Linked DNA regions of Anser cygnoides: all the other regions are linked to region 3. The links are chromatin contacts, called in public Hi-C maps. All regions are on one chromosome and are shown on one strand. Each heading gives the region's core, a stretch centred on a gene start, on an enhancer-like site or on the middle of the called end of the contact. The rest is flanking DNA. Distances are from core to core; before and after follow the strand shown.

The links. A called contact is a pair of places that touch in the nucleus more often than the background predicts.
Region 1: a contact with region 3 is called in a Hi-C map of liver, with 5 times the contacts expected there. The contact joins two enhancer-like sites. A contact is called at or near these places in 2 of 7 Hi-C or Micro-C datasets (both in liver).
Region 2: a Hi-C map of liver shows a contact between it and region 3, with 3 times the contacts expected there. The contact joins two enhancer-like sites. A contact is called at or near these places in 4 of 7 Hi-C or Micro-C datasets (fetal liver and liver).

Annotation. Positions count from the first base shown.
Region 1 is chr2:119,273,632-119,276,331 of Taihu_goose_T2T_genome, forward strand. All of the region lies in intron 10 of SPIDR (scaffold protein involved in DNA repair), which reads left to right. Among named protein-coding and RNA genes, the nearest start is that of CEBPD, 39 kb to the right of the region's middle. Within about 2 kb of position 1,405, at least 2 of the 3 cell types and tissues checked have open chromatin away from gene starts, as enhancers often do. A contact at or near this core is called in liver, where this site is marked.
Region 2 is chr2:119,318,140-119,320,839 of Taihu_goose_T2T_genome, forward strand. It overlaps PRKDC (protein kinase, DNA-activated, catalytic subunit), which reads right to left. Exons shown (of 86, transcript XM_066992945.1): 86 at 151-2,700. Among named protein-coding and RNA genes, the nearest start is that of CEBPD, 5.3 kb to the left of the region's middle. Within about 2 kb of position 1,427, at least 1 of the 3 cell types and tissues checked has open chromatin away from gene starts, as enhancers often do. A contact at or near this core is called in liver, where this site is marked.
Region 3 is chr2:119,120,767-119,123,466 of Taihu_goose_T2T_genome, forward strand. All of the region lies in intron 5 of SPIDR (scaffold protein involved in DNA repair), which reads left to right. Among named protein-coding and RNA genes, the nearest start is that of SPIDR, 14 kb to the left of the region's middle. Within about 2 kb of position 1,450, at least 1 of the 3 cell types and tissues checked has open chromatin away from gene starts, as enhancers often do. A contact at or near this core is called in liver, where this site is marked.

The DNA of each region.
Region 1 (2,700 bases), core at 155-2,654, 150 kb after region 3:
TGGCCCTGGCCTCTTGATGGCTGCCTCTAGAGCTCAGTTTCTATAATGGGAAATAGCACTGCTTTGTCCTGTTCTGGCACTTCAGAGACCTGTTCTGTCACTTAGATCCCCGGGGCTGAGTAAATTCAGCGGTTGTTGCAAAAGAGTAAAAAAAAAAATCTCAAGGGGAAAAAAAAAAACAGCAAAAATAAAACATAAAAATGCAAAAGTTTTCCATGTAAAATATTCAATATATACATATATATGAAAAACCGGACTTTCATTTTGTTACCTTCCCAGACCTGAATTTACCTTTTTGCACTGGCTGACATCTGTTGCACAGAAAACCCAGAATCTTAGATCTGGAGCTTGCAAGATGGGTAAAAATAAACTGGGGATATTTTCCTTCTCCTTTTTAAGTTTTGCAAATCACGTATTTTTATGATTATAAATAGCTAAATCAACAAGCTTTTACTGACTGGGGATGTTAAGCACACTTTCATTATTGACTTTCAGAACTATTTAAATTCCTAAGTGCTAAAAATTAGAATTCCCCTTGGAAAAGCTGGTAGCTTTCAGTGGGCTCAACTGGACTCTCCAGTAAGAAGTAGTTAATAGGTATAGTGTGGAGACTCCAACAAAACAAGATAATCACTTCCATGTGCTTTTCTAATTAATCACTCTTAATACTGAAAGTCAGAGACATCGTGAATTTGCACAGTAAGCATATATTTTGAAAACAAACAACAACAAAAATTATTACTTCATTTGCAGGCATTTACTCTGAATCCTCTTTTTTTGGCTTGCAGAGAAAACCTGAGAACACCCCCATGGTCGTAGCTGATCTACGCATACAATGCACTGTTTGCTCAGGCTGCAAGGGCACCACACATGCTGATTAATTTATATGTTTTATCAGTTTTGCTTGTTCTTGTTGGAAAAGGAATAGTTAAATGAGATGAACAGAACTCTCTGTTTGGGACTTCAGTTTTCCAAAATAAAATATGTGAGGGAAAGGTTTCATTCAGTTTTGGCATCGCTTTGTTAAGTCAGTTTAAGCCAAGAAAGATTGTTATTCCACACTGTTTGCCGATAGTAGAAAGTTTACGTATTGATTTTTTTTTTTTTTTCTTGAAGGAAGAGAAAATGAGCATGAATTTAAGGGATGAACCTCTTACTTGCTTTGCAGAAGAGATTGTTCTGTTAACAACTCATCAAGAAAAAAAAAAGATAAACAGGATTAACTGTTTACTTTAAGTGAGCAGAAGTCTGGTTGTTTTTCAGAAGAAGAACACAATGTACTGTTGTATCTGGTTTCCAGAGTGGTGTTTATCATAATTCCTTGTGCGGTGGTTGGTAGAGTGCTGGGAAGGCACTCCGCCCACTCGCAGCTTGCTTGCTTTCTCTCTCCCATTGAGGCCTCCGTCCAGGACTGCGCGATTGAGCGAGCTGTCCTGTGTGATCTTTCCTGCCTGACATGAGCTGACATTGACCTAGAATAAAATAACAGGGGCCGTTTCCTAGAATTCTCGGTGGACTGCTGAGAACAGCTACCATAACTCTTGTAAACATGCTACATGCACACACAAACACGCTCCCTCTCCCTCATTTAGACACACACCTAGGAAATGCAGCCAACAAACGGCAGGAGAGGAAAACAACGTGAGTGCAAAACAGGAACGACAGACCCCTTGAAGGAAGAGTAGAAAGTTGCCTTTCTGCCAGGGAAGGAGCCCCGACAAGATTTCACTTCTGCTTTTCTTCCTTGCACTTAGTTCTGCTGTTTACTTTGGTGAATATTATAGTTTTGTGCTATTTCGGTGAGATGATGTGGCACTGAAACAGCAGAATGTCTTATTGAACACAGACGCAGCTCTGTAAGAAATCCTGCAATGTTATTATATTTCAGTTACCTTTCACATGCACTGTGGAATCACATGTGCAGGGCTCTAATACCAAGAATGCATCTTGGGATGTTCTGTCCCTTCTGAAGTGAGCAGTGCTTTTTATTTTTTTTTATACTCACATTATTTTTTCTTTTCTTTCTTCTTTTTTTTTTTTTTTAATAAAGCTTTCTAAAATCCCATTTGTAGTCTATGTGGTTTAGAAGTAAATCAGGTGAATCCACAAATAATACCATGAAAGGTAAGCACAACCAGTACCGCTGCTGTCGTGTGCTTGCTTCATTCCAGATGCTGTAATTCTGTAATGCACTTGCCATGGGTTCTGCAGCAGGAGTTTGAAGTTCTCTGAAACCTGTAGCTCAGAAGAGATGGGTTATTACTGCAAGCCCACTGTTTATCTATACATATATATATATATAAAACCTCCTCCCCCACCTCGAGCAGGACGTAGCACATGGATTTTTTGGACCTGTCCTCCTAGACACTACGATTCAGCTATATGGTTTTCCAATCACCCTTTGAGGGCAGGACTTTTATTCTGAATTTTTACGAATAAGGAACTGAGGCGTAGAGGAAACGTAGCACAGCAAAGATGATGTGAAATGTTGCCAGAACCAGCAGTTGAATGCTGATTTTCTTGGAAAGGGGAGTGCTGGGCACCTTGCAAGAGAAGATCTTTTGGCAGTACCTCACTGACTGTTGGAATTCTTGGATGCCAAAACAGTAATTACAAAGTCTTAAGATTAAAAAAATAAACAAAGAACCCCTCCTCAGATTCACAGATAAGTACTGTAAGTGGCTGGATGGTAATTACACG
Region 2 (2,700 bases), core at 177-2,676, 200 kb after region 3:
TGTGATGTTTAATTAGAGAGAAATAAGACTAACAGGGATGGTGATGACTAGCTTGAACAGGAATACTACTCAGTACACTAAGAAAAACCTACTGAGAATAGATGCTAATGGTTTATATAGCTTTTTAGATGCAATTAATGAATTCCCAGATACAGTCCACATCTGTTTATTTAATCCAGGAAAGAAATAATCTACCATACCTGTAGATAGTTGCTAAGTTTAGTTTTGCATCATGAGACCTGAGGCTGTCTCTGACTTTGAGACACTCATCATCTTACTCCTTTCTGGAAACTGAACGAAACCACCCCATAAGGTGCACAGCCCAGCAACTTGAGGTTTTCCCTATGTCAGTACTTTCCTTGCTGGTTCACAGGTTGGCTTTAGCCCTTCCATTTAACTTCTGTATTGTATTTAGAGCACTCAAGTGAGCAAAGCAGCTGCAATTTACATATGTTGGAGGTTATTTTCAGACTTATTTAGTTGCACAGAGAAAGCCTGGTCTTTTACTCCTCCATTAGCATAATTGCACTTGCTTTGCATAGGAAGGGTTTCTGCTCGTGAAGAGGCAGCGGTACGATGCTGACATTGTTCCAGTGCTGCTTTGTGAGGATGACAAATGCATCACTAGTAAGAGTGAAGTAGCTGGGGCTTCAAATTACAAACACTTATTTTAGGGCCAAAACCAAGCTTTTAACTACTTCGAGATTTTTATTTTTTAAACGCTGTAGGAATGTTCTAAGCTTTCTGCATTGTTAGGGCTACTGTCACCTACCATTTGTGGCTTTGCTGCCTGGCCCAAGGACCTCTCAATATTGACTGGAGGGAGAGGAGGAGAGGGATGGGGGTCCACTACAGCCTCTGTCACATGGAAGAGCAGGACTGTGCCTCTGCTCCATCCCATTCTACATTCCAGCTCAGGGCACCTCGCTCAGCTTTGGAGCGAGCCCTACTGAGCAGCATGGGCTGGGGAAGCAGAGAAGTCCAGTGCTGCCAAAGGTATCAAAAGTCACTACACGAAGAACCTCGTTAAACTATAAACCTAAACTTTGTCCTCCATGGTACGGGTCAAAGTACCTAGTAAATATCTAAGGTATGTGCCAAAAGTGCAATTTAACACCTTGTATGATCAGCCACTTCATTTCTAAACGTCCCCTCGCCTTTTCATGTAGCTTTTTATTGTGCTTTAACTTTCTTATATTTGCAGTGACAACTTGAAACCCAGGCTGCCTCAGAGAGCCTATCGTTAGTCATAATGCCACCTGCTTGATTGTTGCCAGAGATGAAAAGAACAAAATGCACCGAGACGCAGGACACACGCACGTGTATATAAAAATAACCATATTGCACACCTATGGAAAAAACCCTGTCCGCTCATCATCACCTGCATAAATGGGTAAATTTTGGTGTTTTCAGTGATTAAAGTGCCCTAAATTAACTTTAAAAACAACCAATACATCTAAAGGTTTAATTTTATTTTTATTTTTAAATAAATGGTCTTATCTGTAATGTTTGCTCTTCAAAAAATACGAGTGAACAGTATTTTTAATAAATAAATCCGATAAAAAGATTTTGAATTTTTGATTCATAATGTTAATTATTGACAAACAATTGATCATATTTAATAAGAAGGAAGGTAACAAATAGTAGTTGCTGGAAAATTTTGGAACAAAAAAAAAAAAACCACTACTGAACAGCTCCTGCCCTATTCATTAGGTTTCTGCCAGCAGTCTTCCCAGTCTTGAGACTTTCACAGCCTTTAACCAGGACAGATTCCTCTGCCCTCCAGCTGAAAGGTTCACTTGAAATCGGTGCCAGAGGCAGCCACGGCCTCAACAAGACTGAGACTACCCCCTTGCCACAGAGGCAGGAAGGAGAGCTTGTAGGTGGTGAAAGGGCAAAGACTCACTTTTATTATACCTTTTATGATAATTATTGAAAACATAAATGGAAAATATCTTCGACAATGAATTATGGGTAATAAACAACCGCAATAATTTAGAAAAAAAAATCTTGCCACCTTGCTGTCTGTGCTGCACTGTATTCGCCACCAAGGTTACCTGAAAACTGCCTGCCAGAGAGTAAGAGCTAAATCTCGCATGACTTCTCAACTTTGTCATGAGTAAATACCAAAGTGCAACAGACAGTACTTTGCTGTGCTGCAGTTATGGCAAGAAGCTTACAGTACTTCGCTGCGCTGCCAGTGCCAATGTCTGACTTTGGCCAAACAACTAATTTGGAATCAATAAAACATGAGGAGTATAGACCTCTAAAGTACAGAGGCACAGATTAAAATCCCTGATTGTTAAAAGCCAACCTGCTGTAACAAACTGGCACGATCTCATCATTAGTTTCTCATTATCCAGTAATGAAATAACCATCCAGATACCTTATGTGTTATCTAGAGCTAAACACCATTTTCTCATTAATTTTACCATGTGCTTTACTGTTTCTCTTGATATGAGAACCTTCTCGTTTTAATTACAAATAACGTGTCAGCAGAATGGTTTCAGCTGACTGCCAGTAAGGTCTCTGAACAAAAACATGAAGCACACACTTTTACCACAAGGATGCCTACAAGTCCAGAGGGTATGAATTCGTGACTCTCCTCTGAATGATCAGAGTGCCTTTCACATTACTCTTAAAGCTCTGCAAGCCTTGCCAGTTCTTTCCACATTGACTTTAACACAAAAACAATAAAAC
Region 3 (2,700 bases), core at 200-2,699:
TTGTCTGGCTGGGTTTCAAGCATCTCCCAAAGATGGAGGCTCTACAGTCTCTCTGAGCAACCTGTTCTAGTGTTCAGTCACTCTCTGAGTTAAAGAAGTTTATTACAGTTAAATGGAATTTATTGCATTTCAGTGTGCACACAAAAAAGGTGACCAAGTGGGTAGGTTTCTTACCAGAAATTTGATCTGGATTCTTTATAGCCCCTGTCTAAGGGGCGCTGCCTTTAGAAAGTTAATGTCCAGATTTCCTGTAATGTGGGTAAGACAACTACCTATTTCTTTGGAGTACTTGGATACCTTGGCTGTATAAGATGCAAGTATTGTGAATAGAGCATATTGTCAGAGCTGAGATGTGGCAAGGGGCTAATACAGGACTTGCTTTTTCAGTGATGAGGATTGGAGAGCTCAGGGAAGGGGCAGAAACAAATATTGAATCCTGTCAGCTAAGGTCCGGTAGTATTTCCGTTAGAGAGGTGTACCGTTTTGTTTTTTAACTTTAGAAAACACAGCTGTTAATTCGTAAGGAAGCCGTGCTGTATCAATTATAGAATAAATGGCAGAAGTTTTTAACCTTTATTTAATTTGTTATAAAGAAACGACTTGTACTAGAAGACTTGAGGTTTGACACCATCCTAGGCGAAGTCAACACGTAACCTCTCCCGGCGGGACGTGAGGGGAGGCCAGCAGAGCGGGCTGGCTGGGGCCGGCACGCAGGGTGTTGCGAGGGCAGGCCGAAGGGGCTGACATCGCTGGGCTGGGGGAAGGCTGAGGAAGGCTCTGGCTGTGCTCTTCCACCCTCTGGGTGAGGGTAGCGGCCGGCTTCCAGCCTGACCTTTCTCAGCGGCGCCTGATGAGAGGAGAGAGGCGTGGGTCAGCGCAGGCAGCAGGGGAAGGTGCCGCCGGGTGCGGGGCCGGCCTTGGCTCCACGAGGGTGGCCGAGCGACACCCACCGGGTGCCGGCAGAGGGCACCAGAGGCCGGGCTGCGAGCCGCTCCCTGCTCCCCGGGCAGCGGGCAGCCTGGCGGGGTTATTTCCATTTATCTAGGCAGAGAGGCTTCCTCAGCGCGGCTGGAGGGAAGCTCTGCCTGCAGGCTGAGAGCCGTCTGCAGCTTCCCCACCAAAGCAGTCAAATAGCAGGGTCCTGCTGCCTTTCGGAGGACATCTTCTGGTTGCAGGCAGAGGGTGGAAGCAACCAAGTGGAGCTGGACGTCCCGTGGTACAGCGTGCTGCCGTGTTGACACGTGTGACCTGGCGTTCGGCTGTCTCATGTGGATGGGAGCAGCGATTTAGCATCCATCGCTCAGAGTTCACCATGGGTTAATCGAATATTTTTTCAGGTTCTTGAAGAATTGATTTAAAGTAGCACAAGTCTTGGACAGCAGTGTTAGAAGAGAACGTCCAGTCCATGTAAACCTGGGAAAACAGACTGGGATTTATGCAAGCCATAAAAGTCCCTCTTCTGTTATACCGGCATGATTTACTCCACTGTAGATGGAAAGTTGGGTGAATGCTATGAGACGCTTCAGTAATAGTAAATGGTGCCCAGGAGCGGGTTCATTTCAATGCAACAATACTGAAATCAACAGATTTTAACCTTAACCAGAATAAGCTATGCTACTACAAAATTTGGGGGTAAATTGGGAATCTCAGGATCCCTTTTCAGGTTTCTCTTTCCTGGTCGGAGTGCCACGCTGTGGGAATTTCCATGGGTGGTCAGCCTTACCAGTAAACTTTCTTCTGGGAATTTGGTGTATGCAGGAGGTTAAAGCCCCGGCGATCACTGTGTCATTTGCATTCTTTGTTTTGCTTTACTTCAGATATGCTATTTTCCTAGGAAACATTGCAGGCGAGCTGTTTGAGAGGATTCCAAGAGAGAACACAAAAGAAGTGTTCGCTATAGGAGATCATTTGCTGTATGAGTATTCTTCAAAAAGGCCTCTTAATTTTGTGGCCTAGTTCATGGTGGGGAAAGGAAAAAGAGCCAAATGTTGATATATCATCATTTTTGTGGTATTTACTAAATCTCTGGAACCTAATGGAGTGTGTGGATAATCAAAAGACCATGAAATTTATTTTACCCCACTTCAAAATATGCCAAATACCAAGAGGTTCTAGAGGTTTAGGATTGCTGCCAAATATCTTTATTGTAGTATTTACCCATGGTAAGAGCGTGATTGGTTTCTACTGGGAAATGAATAACTTCATAGCTGTTTTTTTCCCTAATATACCAGTAGATCTAATTTGAAAATTTCTTCTATTCAATTAACTACGTAGAAAGACTTGATGTATTGTTTCTGTATGAGGGTAAAACTCTTGTTTTTGTGTCAGGTGTAAAACTACAGTCCCATTTCAGTTTGTGTTCCATCTTAAGTCACTGTGCAGCGTCTTTCTTATCAGCTAGCTGCCTCTGACTTGTAAAGCTACTTGACAGAGGGTAATGAGGAAGGCAAGTTTAGTCTCGTCTTGTGGTGAGCAGCTGTTAGCTAATTTTGGTTCACTCCAGAATTATTGGACGTGGGGAAAAAGTCTATGAAAAAAATGACATGGTCATGCTTTGCTTTCCTTTGTATCTCGTTAAAGGATGAAATTTCTCATGCATCACCTTTTACTTAAGGTGATAAAGAACAAAGATCTGGCAAGACCTGATCCCGGAAGATTTTACTCTGAGTGTTTCTCTGCTCTGTTACCTGTGAAGGATGC